Linked DNA regions of Gossypium arboreum: region 1 is linked to region 2. A link is a contact called in public Hi-C data. All regions are on one chromosome and are shown on one strand. Each heading gives the region's core, a stretch centred on a gene start, on an enhancer-like site or on the middle of the called end of the contact. The rest is flanking DNA. Distances are from core to core; before and after follow the strand shown. Region 1 holds the start of LOC108454375. Region 2 holds the start of LOC108481922 (solanesyl-diphosphate synthase 1, mitochondrial-like).

Region 1 (7,450 bases), core at 827-3,326, 130 kb after region 2:
TCTGAAGTTCTGTTTGCCTCTCTCTCTCAGCTTTTTTAAGCATATCAAGCAGGGCCTGTCGGCCACATAATTTTCGAATGCCCCTATGCACATGCTCGGTCCGGCCTGCATTCTGGTTAACCACCAAACCATCAAGAAGTCGTTCTATTTGACCACCAGCATCAGCAGCTTGCTCTTCTCTACTGTCCGTAAGAGAACCTCTCTGCTGGCTATTCATTTGCACCCACTCCCTTATAATTCTGACTCTCTCCTGCTCAGTTTCACCCAGCCACTGGGCCCTTGAACTATTGTTTCTACCTGAAACATTTGAAGTACATCCCCTTCCACCACTGTTCATCCACTCCTGAAATATTTGTCTTACCCTTTCCCTTTCAACTTCCCCCAAATCAGATGAATGTTCACAATCAAAATTACTTGAATCCTCACTCCCATTCTGCAATCCAAATCGATCTGGTAACCATTGTACAAACTCATTCTCACTCACACTCACACTCACATCCTCTGAAACACCACTATGTTCACTACGTCGACTATCAGAAAGATCAGTCATGGGAAGGTCATTACTCCTCTGTTGGAGCATTCTTTCATTGGTTCTCTCTTGTGCATGACTCACCACATGCTCATCCTCAAACTCCCGCCACATCTGCAGGAGTGAGGATGGCCGGGTACTACCATTTCCCCGCCTTCTTGATGCTTGAGACTGAGACTCCCTTAGGAAAGAATTTTCAAGCACAGAAACGTTGTGTAGACCAGCAATAGCCATATTACTCTGAAATCTAAACTATCAAACCCTTTCAACCCATCTGCTTCAAATGCAAAACTGTGCTTACCAAAAAAAAGAAAACCATATAGCAGTCAATCCCCTTTCAGAAAATCAATCAACACCTAAAACTAGTAAATCTCTTCATCATCCTCATTTATCAGCATCAGCACTGCCAATACTGTCACCATCATCATCACTATCAATCTTCAGAGCATACAAACAGGGGCTGTAATAAAACACGTATGAGATCTCCAATCAAAAACTCTGCAGCAATGACTAAGGACTTCAGTGTTTTCTTAATTTATTTTCATAAATAAAATAAACAAATTGTAGCACTCTCGAAATTAAATTTCCAGAATGTCTTGTTTTACGTTTGACAAAAAATGAGGAAGAAATTTAGAAGTAAAAACAAATCTAGAAACTAATTAAAACAACCTCCACCAAACACACCTAAAAACAGTTATCCAAATTGATTTATCAGAATTATTCCCTTGTTTGGCTGCCGAGAAAATATAGAAGGATAACACAAAATAATACAAATCTCAATTCTTAAAGTCTCTCGCGAAAATATCCAAAATTTTGAAGGAAAAAAAAAACTGAAACAGCCTTTTTTAATTCTTATAAACTAAAATGAAATGTTCTCTTCTTCTCCTCACATTTCTCACCAATCAAACGAGAGAAAGCTTACCAACACTACCAAATCCGCATTCAAAAAATATGTATTAAAAAAAAACCAACAACAACAACAACAACAAAAAACAAGGAAAATCTCAGTTTAAAGAGCAACGAATTGAAGGAAAGAAATAAAAACGTACCTAAGAGGCCTCAGCTGTTTGATTTGGAAGCAAAGGAAAGGAAACCTAAAGGGAGAGGAAATTTGTGAAGAGAAAGAACTGAATTGAAGAAGAGAGTGGGAGAAGAACAGATTTTATGAATAATAAATGAAAAACAGGGGACACGTCATTTTTTAATTTATTAGTATTTAATTCTTTTTATTGTTTTTAACTTTTTTACGGTTGATGTGTTGTGGGGGTGCCGATTAAATCTAGCCGTAACACCAACGTCTTAGAATCGGGGAACAAAAAACCAATAAGAGCTTGACGCATGGATCAGTCCTTTTCACCCGCGTTTAACTGTTAAACTACCCAAATCTTGGATTTAACGGGAAGTGCAGAAAACGCAGCCGCCGCGTGCTTTCGCGATTTGGAATTCTGCCTTCCTTTTCACTTGTTGAGTTGAAATTTCAAAATAAAGGGTGTTGAAGGGCGATGACGGAATTTAAATTGTTGTGGCGTTAACGGCAATTCGTAAAACGTACTAAAATGTTTGATTTTAATAATTTCCTAATTATGATACTCAATATTTAAGAAAACCGAATCGAAATGGTGATTTCTTATTTTATTCAATTAACTGAATTGGTTAGAATAATCAATTATTTAGATTTTTATTTTAATTAATTTGTAAATATGCAATTATTACAACTTTTATTAAATTATAATTATTTTAAATATATAATTATCACGACTTTTATTTTATTTTAATTTTTAAATTAATAATTTTAAATTAAATATTATAATTATTTTTAAATGTGAATTTAGTAATATGATTAAAAATAAAAGATATTTTTGTAAGTTTAAAAATTTTCCAAACTCGTATTTTATACTAATTATAGATTATAGAAAATTACTTTCATTATTTAATTTAAATATATTTTTAGAGGTTACAAATTTAATTTTCATCATTTATAAAAATATTTTTGAAATAATTATTGTTTTCGTTTATTTACGTAGAACTAGACTACGAAAATCTTAGATTTTAGATTAAAAAGTATGATTGGTAATTCATTTTCATGCATTTTAAGGAAATTTATGTTTTAAATTGTAATAAGGACAATACATTATAAATACAAGTTCAAGTAGAATCAAACTATTATAAAATGGATTGGTAATTCATTTTCATGCAATTTTAAGGAAATTTATGTTTTTAATTGTAACAAGCATTAAATTATTATAAAATGGATTGTTCGAGTAACCATCCAGTAGAATCAAACTATTACAATACAATCAAACTAAAAACTAATACAATTCAAAAATTATTACAACATAAATGGACTAAAAATTTATACAATTCAAACTAAAGCTAACAAGTTATGATTAATTAAACTAAACATAACTATATATGATAAGTCTCGAACTTAAAAACGTAAAATCTAAATCTTCCACTTAAGCGGGAATTTCTTGCTTCTATATCAACATGAAGATATTTGGATTAATTCCTTGCCTTATATTTTTCTTGCTTGTATATCAACAAGATATTTTCGTTGTAACATTTTTCTTTTTTCCACCCATTTCTCATATGCAAATTACCATACAAATTAGTATTTGATAAATATAACAATTGTTACTAATTTTAATAACTAATTGATAAAAGTTTTCTTCTTCTTACCAAATTAAGGGATCACAAATAACTTTATCCAATTTCTTTATTTTGATAAAACAATATTTAGTTCCTTTTTTTTAGTCTCTAATTTTTTCTAGTCCACATTAGTTTTGAAAATTGGAAATTTTTTTCAATTTAGTATCAAATTCGGATTATGTTAATGTATAATAACGCGACACTTTAAAATTGTGCTATGTCATAATTTAAAATTTTGAAAAAGAATGTATACATAATACAAATACAAAATAATATTAAAAATTTTGTAAGAGAATATGTGCCACATCACCATACATTAACATAATCTAAGTTTAGGGACTAAGATAGAAAAAGTTACCAAATTCAAGGATTAAATATTACTTTATCCAGGGGTGAAGCTAGAAAAATTTTTAGGGGGGCTGGATGAAATTTTTTATTTTTTATAGTTTATATCTTTATGATTTGTAAAGGATTAAATCGAATTTTTATAATTTTAGGGGGCCAAGGTGCAATTTTAGTTTTACTAATTTAAAATTTTTAAAAAAATTTAAAGGCCTAAATAGTAATTTTACATTTTAGGGAGTCGGGGCCCATGCCAGCCCCTCTGACTTTATCCATTTATTCAATTATCCCTCTCTATAAGAGACCCTCGTTATAACATCATTTTGCTACAATAGCCAAGTTTCTAGTAGAACCAATTTTTATGTTTTATTTTAACTTTCTCTAACAAATTTTTCGCTTATAATAGCAGCAGATTTAGTTATGAAATACATTAGTAGCAGATATAGTTATGAAATACATTTTTGTTAAATTAGTTCTCTATAACTTCATATTGTCATAAATTTTATTTAAAATTTTAGGCATTTCATATAGGTAAGCCAATTATCTTAATTAAAATATTTGCTCAATAAAATGTTTAAATTTCACATGAAAAAATCTATTAATCATATTTTATTAAATGAAAATAATTTTCAAGGATTGCAATTAAAGATATTAATTTAATAAACTATTAAGTTAATTAAATATTCTACTATGAATTGAACATTATAATCTTATAAATTTATTACTTGAATTTAATAACTTGTAATTTAATTTGATAACTCATCTTGATTAATTGAACTTGTTAGATTTATGATTTTTATAATCATGTGAAAATGTAAAATAAATTATCCATAAAAGTAATAATGTATGAACCTACAATACATCTTTAAATTTTGTTAATTTGATTCCCTCTTTCTTTTTTTGAACATTGTTCTCACTTTCTTTATTTGGAAAAAGTTACAATATAAATTTTATTATAGGTTTACAATAATTATCTCCTATAACATTATGTTGTTATATGTGTATAACAACTAACTCTATATAACAAGTAAAATCTTGGAACAAATAAAATTATTATAGACGAGTTGAATATATATATATATATCACTTTTATCCATTATAATTAATAATAAAATATTAATTTAACCAACAATGATTGAGTGTATTGGTAAGACATATTACACTTTCAAAAAGAGAACAAAATTTGAACTTTATTGATAACATTGTTAGAAGGGGCAATCCTGAACCTCGAACATAAATTATAAAAAATAATAATTTATTTAAAATTTCTAAATATAAATAAATAAACCCATTAAGATAGGTAAGTTGCTTAATTTTTCAAATCATAACATGACTTTTTGCATAAAATTTAGCACCAATGATTATTCTCTAAGAACTTTACCTCAAATATATCAAAATGGGTAAAGAAGAAAAGTATACTTAAAGTACTTTATATGAAATAACTTTTGACCCTTGTTTTCTGCAAGAAGGTGGGAAATGTTACCAAGAAAAAAGCATTGAAAATGGTATATGTGGTTGGTAATAGGGGGAGTGGGAGATGAGGTGTTACCATTAATATTGTAAAATCTTCTAGATAAGCAAGTTGGCAATTTTTGGTAAATTAATTAAAATTATGGTCATTTTATTCCCAAGTGTCCAAAAGTTAGCAATTAGAAATCTCGATCAAAATTGGGAAAGCAAATTGATTATACTACTAAATTTCCTATGATTATATATAATAATTTAGATAGAAAATATAGATATACTTGTATTAGTTTTAAAACTCAATTAATTTTATTGATGGGACTTAACAAAGATTAGTTTTAGAATTTTAAAATTTTAAATTAAAAGTTTTAAGTAATACATCTAGAATCAATCGTATATTTATTACATCATTAAGTATATATATTTATTGGTTGAATTTTGTTACCTTAAACATTAAACAAATAATTAAAAATTAATTTATTAAAATGTAAAAGTGTATAATCTAAGTGAATATAAATTTAAACAAAAATAGATCATATAAAATTTAAAAGCTGTTAAAATTAATATATTTTATATTAATTTAATTAAATCCTTCTCACTGAAAAAAGTAATTATTAACTAAAATTTTATGGGTATATTTATATATTGTCGGCACTAAATCACATGAATATATTTTATTAAATATTTTAAAATAATATAATTTAATGAGTGTTTTGTAGAATACATTGAATATAAATGCTTAATTTTATAATTGGATGTGCTTTGGTTGCAAGACGAAGCCATCATGTGTATTAGTGTAAAGCCGTTGTGTAGTTTATTAATACATTTGTATAACACACAAACTTTACCAGTTTATATTATATAATTCAGCCTGTTAAAAGGTCATTGAGCCTAAACTAATAATAACATAGAAAAAGTCGTGACTAAAGGAGATAAAAATCGACATTTGTATCCTAATTGAAGAATCATTTTTCTTGGGTGTCTATATATTATATTACCATCCTATAAAAAATTGAAGAAAATGAGTTGACTCAATGCCCTTGGCCAAATGCTTAAAAGTGCGGGTAGTGCTGAATCATGGTACTTTATTACTATAAAATTTATAAATGAAGATGATTGTTAGCATATGCAACTATTATCAAGATGATTATTATTATTATTATTACGAGGTCAAAATGTTACTTCAAAATTGACCAATTGCTACAACTTAAAACTGAACAAGGGTATTGTTGATGACTTCTTTATTACCTACACCCACCCTCCTTGGTGCTTAAATCCAATTTAAAGTTAATGATCATAATATAACCCTATTTTTTATTCTTTATTTATACGCATGCATGGTTCCACTTCCATGATTAATTCAACAATGCTCTAACCGTGTTACACATAAAAGTATCAAGAAATCACGTCGATAACTTCGAGAGTGGGTATTTTATCATTTAACTAATAAATTATCAAGTTTTTCATTTTTATTTTACTTTCATCATGATTAAGTTTAGATATGATTTCGGATTTCTAACCTTAACATTTTTTTAATATAAAAATTAATTAAAAAGGGTTGGTAGGCATATAACAAATGGTATTCCATATATTTGAAATTAATATAAATGACTTTAGAGAATGTATGGGTATAGAGATAATGAAGACTTCAAAATTACGTCTTTCAAAAAATAATAATAATAAGACTTCAAAATTATTATATTACTCTAATAATTCTCTAATTTAAATTTTATTAATTGTTTATTAAAATTGAAACAAACATACAAATTTTAAACTAGAAAATGGGATGAGTTTGGACGCAAGTTCAAAACCTAAACATGATGCTAATAGGTTAACTCAACAAGTCATTGTCACAAACCAATAGTATTGAGAATAACAAGTGCATGTTAACAACTTCAATGGATAGTTTGTTAATAGTTGTTACTTAGTAGTAAGTTAACTAAGTTAACAAGGTTAGTTATAGTTTATTTATGTGTAACATCACTATAATTATAGGTATGTTTTTTCAAAGACTAAAAATTCATCTTCTCATCATCAAATCATCGTTTTTACTTCTTCATTTACTCGAATTCAACATGCTATCAAAGCTAGCCATATATTCTGTTAGAATTAAGTGACCCAAATTCTTATTTAAATAAAAAACGATGGAAAATAAAATAAAAGTAAAATCCATATAGAACTAGACTTCTTTTATTTTATTTTAGAATAAGATTTTTAAACCTTATTAAACTCCATCTATTTTATATTGATTAGGATAAGGTGTTTCAATCCTACTAGAATATGGCTTTGCAAGCCTATAAATAGACATAGTCTATTCCTCTTGTATTTGAGTAAAAATTTTTCGACATAGTGAATTTTCTTCTCCTCTGCCGTGGTTTTTTTTCCGAAAGGGTTTCCACGTAAAATTTATGTGTTCTTTATTTTTATTTATTTTATTCTATTTTATTTTCACAAATTGGTATCGAG
Region 2 (7,496 bases), core at 1,142-3,641:
AAAGGACAGTTACATACTTCAGCAGCTACCATTGACCGCAGTCTGGTAGCAATAAGTGATAGCTCATTGGCAACAAGGGAAAATGGGTCAACTCGTTCCTGAAAAACGTCCCACTATCTCAATAGAGTGGTAAATGAAAAATAGATAGAAAGGGGAATTAACAAAGTAGTTTTTCCAGGACATTTTTAAAAAGTGTAACAGCTTTTGTGCAACAACAATTAAAAATAAGAGACAGATCAAAGGAGTATGCGATGACATAAAACATTTTTCTTCAACTGTTTGTTTCTGAATCAAAGTATGAATGACCTAGGACATACATTCTAGAATGCTTCATAACTTAAGATCTTATATGTGTTTTATTTTCTTTGAATAGTAAACACTCTATGTGTTGATGCATTTCTTCAGCCTAAACAGCATTGGATGCTGATGGGAGTATTAAATTTGAAAATTAACAAAACCATCTAGGTTAGAAGAAGCAGTAATCACAATTACAACCATGATCGAACACCTGGTCAGACTTCCATATTTGCTATTGTGCAATCTCCCAAAGACAAGAAATTCACGTTAACAAATGAGAGGACCTTGAGGCCACCACAGGCAATTTTCCTCTATCTGCCATAACCCAAGTCTGTAACATAGGAGCCATATAAGCCCGAAGTTTTAACTATTGTAAGAAACATCAATTTCTCATCTTAGGAAAACCCTACCTCTCATTTTAAAATCAACTATAGCCCCTTTTTGTTTATTCTTCCAAAATAAGAAAAAAGAAAGTGTTCAACCTGGGACATTTTGTGACACTTCCAGACTTAATCCAAATTTCAAGAGACACCGACAACATAAATTTCTCAAGGGTTAATGCACTATTTGAGGCCTGAACTTGGCATTGTTCATTGTGGCTTGAATACTTTTTTTCCAAGTTAGTCCCTAAACTTGGCAATTGTTCCTACATTGGGGCCTAAACTTTTTTTCGGTCCAACTTTTTTATAAGAAATATCATGGACTAACTTGGACCCAAAAAAAGTTCAGGGACTAACTTGGAAAAAAATGTTTAAGCCCCAATGTGAGAGCAATTACCAAGTTAAGGGACTAACTTGGAAAAAACAAGTTCAAGCCCCAATGAGGGAATAATTGCCAAGTTAAGTGCATTGACCCATTTCTTAAAGCTGTTTTACTATGATACAGAAATAGCAAAATAACCATCAGACAATCTGACATAATAACCATTGGTGAAATTGAAATACTATATAACAGTAACCCCCCCCCCTTCATAACCAGAAAAAGAATGAACAAGGTGGAAAAGCTGATAACGGTACACTATCTAGATATAGAACAGACCCACCTATGGTTTCCATTTACAATTAAGGTAATTCATGCAATTCCCCTGTTTATTACACAGATAATGCCAGATTATAGATAGTTTAATTGTAAACTTTAGTTGGAAATTGAAACCAGAAGTTATTCGCCCCTCACTCTGTCTCTTCTCTTTTCTCTATTTTCACTGTCTTTATATAATCACTGCTTTCATATGATACATCAGAAAGACCACTGGACGCCCGAAGAATCTTATTGAAATATCATATGGAAAAACATAACAACTTCGAATGACATTAATAATTACTAGCAGCAGTAACTTCCATTGATCTTTCAATATTCTTACCTGTGGTTCCATGACTGCCACGCTGGAATCCGTATCATTACCGATAACATCATTTAGAGCAGCTTTTGAGCTGAGCAAACAAACAGCATCCACTAGTTAAAACAAATCAATTTAAACCCTATTCAAAGAAATTAAAAAGCCAAAAGAAAAAGAAAAAGATGGAACCCATTGGACCTGAAAGGTCTGCAAAAACCTGCCCACTTAATCCCTGCTGCTGGTGTCTTACTATTGCTTCTAGTCATCAGTTGCTTATATAAGCAATTGAAAAGAAAAAAAAAACATCAATTTAGGAAATACGAACCAATCAAATGAACCACGAAAGAAAACAAAATAAAAGAGAAAGTCATTGAAAACTTACGCATCTAAAGGCGGAGAGAGGTTCTGCAGCTGCGGCGGCGGAAGCCGTGCGGTATCTTAACAAATGAAGAAGAGCAGCCCTCGCCATATCAGTGAAAGGGTCGGCGTTAGTCTAGGGTTTTTGTGATTGGAAGCAATTAAACAAAGATCTGCAAATTGTATTTCCAAAGGTTTCGGGTCGGCGGCTTTAACTTCCTTTGATTCAAACGGTAATTTGTTCTGTTTGACTCTATTTTCAGGGAAATATACCTTTTTGGTACTTAGCTTAATGTTGATTTTTGATTCCTATGTTTGGTTTCCATCACATAAAATGGTTCTTGAAATGTATGGTTTTGATTACATAAAATAGTTCATGAGATAAATGTGATTGACTTTTAACAATATACTTGCCATTAAATATTTTGGGAATTTAAATGTTTCGTAAATTGACTTGTACTACATTTTCAATCTATCAAATATTTGACAGAATATTAACTATTTACTCATAATTATTTTTATATTGTTCGATGAATATTCGGTTAGTTAGTAATATAGTTTTCGTTAGAGATGTTTATGGGTTGAGTTGATATCAAGTATAATATTAGTTTACTTTATGTTTGTCTAAGCTTAATTCAACCTCAAATATGAATTTAAAATTTTGTCTAAGTCCGTTCAGATTTGTAAAAGATTTATTTAAGCCTATTTTAAGTCTGTCTATATTATTTTAATTTAATATTTAATAATTTTATATATTTTTATTTATTAATTTTTATATAATCATCTTAACATTATTTTAATTCTTACATTAGAGTAATATTATCTATTTAGTATAAATTTATTTCTTTACGTGTCATAAATTACATAATAAAAACTATTATAAACTCAAAAATACATTGGGCTAGGCTCGAGCCTTAAATGTTCAAGCTCAAGTTCAACTAAAATTTTAAACGAGCTTAGTTTTTTTGCCCAAGCCCATTTTTCGGTCTAATATTTATGCCTAGACTCTACCAAATTTTGGACAGGCCTGAGTAGGTAGCTTCAAACCCACGAACAGGTCTAATTTTCATTAAATAAAATGGTTCCCGAGACAAATGAGATTAAAATTTTCATGTTGTTTAATGAACATTTGGTTTGTGGAATAAATGGTATAGTTTCCATTAAAAAATGATTTCGAGACAAATGATATTAGAATTTTTCTTGTTGTTTAATAAATATTTGATAGGTGATGATGGTAAAAAATTTAAAATTTATCACAAAAAATTAAAAATCTAAAATATTGTGGATGAAAATTATATATTTTATTTTTATAAAAAATTACATGGTCCAATGAATATTTTCATGCTTTTGATTTTTTTATAAGATTATAAAAGTTTTGATTCCTAAGACCATTTTTATAAAGTTTTTTTATAAAATTATAATTTTTAAAACATTATAAAATTATTTTCTTAACTTTTAGATTTTTATGAAACGTTACAAAAATATTTTTATTTTTTCTACTTTTATAAAAATCATCTTCAAGTGTTAAATATTAAAATTTTCACGTCTCAAATATTTATTGAGCATCATGAAAAAGTTAACATCATTTGTTCAATATATTATGACAACTATATGGGTACATGAGGTAGTTCAACAAGTTTAAAAAACCCCACTACACTTAGATATTATTTAAGTTTGATCATGCTCTTCATCCGGCATCAACTAATTTATGTTTTCTTAAAATTTTTAAAATTTTTCTTATTGACACGTTTGTGAAAATTTTATGAATTTTTTATAAAAAAGTTGTTGGAAACTTTGATTGCCTTGTTCGAACAATAGTTAAAACAAGTTGTTTTGAGTAATTAAAGTTTTTGGTGGTGACATATTTGACTTTTAATGCCTTTTGTTTTAATATTAGTTAATAGCAAATGATAAAGGAATTTCATGGTAAATTAGAATATAATCATTATCCATTCGATTAGTCTTGAAGAGGAATGAGAGCAGTTTGAACTTTTGTGGATACGCATATTTATCCTTATCTTTAAGAGTGTTTGAAGCTAAGGAGCTTATTTATGAAGACTTTTATATGATAAATACTCAAGATATTTTAAAGGAGAGTTTAAAGCTTATTAAAACACTACTGGATGATCAATTGAAGAGGCCTATAAATAGGCAGCAAGTTGGTGACCTTAATGTGCAAAGATTTGGAGTTCCTTAGTTGTCAACTTTGTTGTGTCTTTCTTGTGGTTATATTTAACTCTCTTTTAGGCATTCTTTGAAGAGTTTACTTTGGTTGTAAGTGAGGTATTTTGGAGAGTGGTTTGTAACTATTTGGGTTTGACTTTGTCATTGCAGATATTTGTGTGTGTAAAGGTTAGTTTGAGCTTTAACCAATAGTTGTTCCGAACAAATTGTTAAATAAAATCATTCCCTAGTCGAGGCTCCGTAGAGTAGGATTAGTGAATCCGAACTGCGTTAACAAATATTACATGTTATTTCTCTCATTACTTTGCATCTTATTCTACTTGCTAAAATTTTGTTTTGTCCCATTCTTTGTTAGAACAAAATTGTTTTGCAGCCAACCAAGTGATCAGTTTGAATAATATTTGAAACGAAGTGCAAATCAAAGGCTTGTTCAATTGGTATCAAAGCAAACTTTAAATGCACTTTAAAGAGATCCTAAGCTATGGTTTCGATAATTAAGTCTAGGAGGAAAGGTAATTCTATCTTACATCCACCTTTGGTGATTAAGGCATCAAACTTAGACTACAACAATGATGTTCCTTTCAACAACCAAGAGGAAGCGTTCAACTAAATGTTGAAGAATGTGGAAATGTTGTGCCAATTAAAGGAGTCCTTGAGGGAAGAAGTTACTATTCTCAAAGGAGAAAAATAAAGGGTTGAATCTATAATCAAAGAAAAAGATGATATTATCGTCAATCTTAAGAAAGCTAACACAATGCTTGATGAAACTATCAAAGAAAATGATGAGTTGATTGCTAAAACATATACTACTTTGAAAGAAAATGAGTAAGAGTTAAAATGATACCAAAGCCATTCTGAAAAGATATGAAAGGCAAAATGAAGATATCTTAGTTGTTGGGAGATCCGAACCTAGTTGTAACAAACTTGGTAAGAAACATATATCTTCTACAAATTTTATTAGATCTAATAAGATGGTTGCTACTTTTTCCTACTATTGTGGAAAGACTGAACATATTAGATCTCATTATTACAAGTTGATGAATGATCAAAGAAGAAGAAGTACAAGGAACAATCAATCTAAGTTGCAACATTTAATGGAACAACACCTAGACAACATCATATATGTAATAAGGAGAAAGAAAGTTTAAGATGATGCCAATTTGGAAGAAGTTTAGCTTGGTTGTTAAACCTGTTTGAACAAAAAATAGAACAAGGAGACCACACATAGGCAAATTTGGCTGAGGAAGAATCGAACAAGTTTTAGTTATAAAGATTAGCATTTGATTAATGCTTACATAAAGCATGAAGTTTCAATTGATGGAGATTATATTGAAGATTTATCAAGTATTGGACAAACTTCTAGGTTTTTTTTTTTTTTTTTTAGAAAAAGCGCTTGTTGTTCCATGAGCTACAACCCGTATGGTTGATGTAGCATCCATTCTCACTCCTTTAAAAAACATGATGGAAATTGATTGGGAATTAATAGAGTAAGGGGAAGTAATACTGGTAATTTTACTTATGATTAATTTCAAATTTTCTATACATTGAATTGGTGCATCTGAAACGATATTGTTGGTTGTTATTATTGTTATATTCTTGCTGATTTTAAGAGGTTATTATGCTGAAGATACAATCTGGTTTGATCATAACATTGAAGAGATTGGTGGCTAATATTGCAAAATTTTGCTGAGTTGATATGTAATCTTCCCCAAGTATTTGAACCAAGTTCAAATCTTAAAATTGACATTTTTGGGAGAGGTTTAAATGAATATTACTTCGTCTCAAACAGAACTAAGTTCAAACCGTAAAATAGAACTAGGCTCAAATCGTAGAACTTTTTTTATTGGAAATAGAAAGGATGATTGTAGCACCCCAAACCCGGCCCAGAAGTTATGGCCGGATCCGGCATGCCACATCAAAAACGTAAAAAAAAAAATTCATTCTAAGTCCAGAAAATCGTACTTGATGTTCAAAAGATTAATTCATTAAGGGTTAAGGTGAATGGAAGCTATGCACCAGGTAGGAAACCGAAAAAGAGGAGGTGAGTCCATCGGACTGCTTAAGTACCAAACTCCCTTCGAATCCAATCCTAGACATGCAATCTGCCATTGCCATACCTTAACGTCATGTATATTTCTGGGAAACCGATTTGATTAAGTCATTTTTAGGAAAAGTGATTAATTTTGGAAAAATACTTTCATTGCGGAAACTTTGCTTGTTGTCGTGTTATTTTGAAATCAACTGTTGTTTTTGAAAACGCACCCTAAAGCTATCCAATTTCAACAGTTAAAATAAGTATTACCTATCTTAGTAATACATATTAAAACCATCAAAAATAATTAAGCGACCTTATTACATTTAAAAGCCAAAAAACTTCAACGTAAATAAAAGGATGTCCAGTTCACGGAAGAAAATCAAACTTTCGAATGGGTGGCCACTCCAATTCCCTCACTCCAAGCCCACTATGGTTGGGGATTTCTGCGTGGATGAAAATAAAAGGGGTGAGTTTGGGAAACTCGGTGTAAGGAAAACCCATTCAAAGCCCAAGTCAGCTCAAGCCTATTGGGCCTAAGCCCATTCAGTAATAAGTGGTCTGGCTAGAGCCCTTTTCAGATTACAATAAACCGGGCCTTAACCCTTATTCAGATAATGTATGGCCCATAGGCCCATTTCAAAATACATGCAACATCAAGAAACATATGCAAGCCCATTTGGGAGACTACTCAACCCACCAACCACTACACTCCACCCGTACCAGCCATACATTCCATGTGGAGAATAGCTCAACCCACCCAAATTTAACACTCCACATTGCGACCTTCTTTGCTCAGTTATCAATAAATTGAGGCAAAGCCTCCAAGACGTGGACAAGCCACTTTCAAGACTTCCTCCGTCAATATCCCAAATCCCATGCATCAGATAATAACATCATGGCATGCAGTAAATAACAACGATCAAACATGCATTTAGGTCAATTTAACCCTAGGGGTATTTTAATTTATCTACTAGGGGTAAAACTGTAAATTTTCCACTTTTAAAGGTATTTCAGTAATTTATCTATTTTAGGGTTTTTCATGCATATTCCTACCTTTCACGTACTAACAGAATCACGTACCGAGGGTTCTTACCGAATTGGGCCCGTTGGCCCATCATTCCAATTTTGGCCCATTAAGCCCAAAAATATCGAGGGCACAGAAATCATGCACTTTGCAGTCCAAACATTGCAGCTTACCAAAAACATTAATCGATTTACCTCACGAGCATTCGTACACTCGCAAATCTACAAAATACCGGTTTTCGACATTTCGGCTTTTCGACTTTT

The links. A called contact is a pair of places that touch in the nucleus more often than the background predicts.
Region 1: a Hi-C map of leaf shows a contact between it and region 2, with 2.5 times the contacts expected there. The contact joins the promoter of LOC108454375 here to the promoter of LOC108481922 in region 2. A contact is called at or near these places in 3 of 5 Hi-C or Micro-C datasets (all in leaf).

The regions. Positions count from the first base shown.
Region 1 is chr7:86,186,149-86,193,598 of ASM2569848v2, forward strand. It overlaps LOC108454375, which reads right to left and starts at 2,077. Exons shown (of 8, transcript XM_017752820.2): 1 at 1,579-2,077; 2 at 1-989. The coding sequence starts at 763.
Region 2 is chr7:86,057,191-86,064,686 of ASM2569848v2, forward strand. LOC108481922 (solanesyl-diphosphate synthase 1, mitochondrial-like) reads right to left here and starts at 2,392. Exons shown (of 13, transcript XM_017785037.2): 1 at 2,016-2,392; 2 at 1,832-1,905; 3 at 1,658-1,727; 4 at 18-98. The coding sequence starts at 2,102.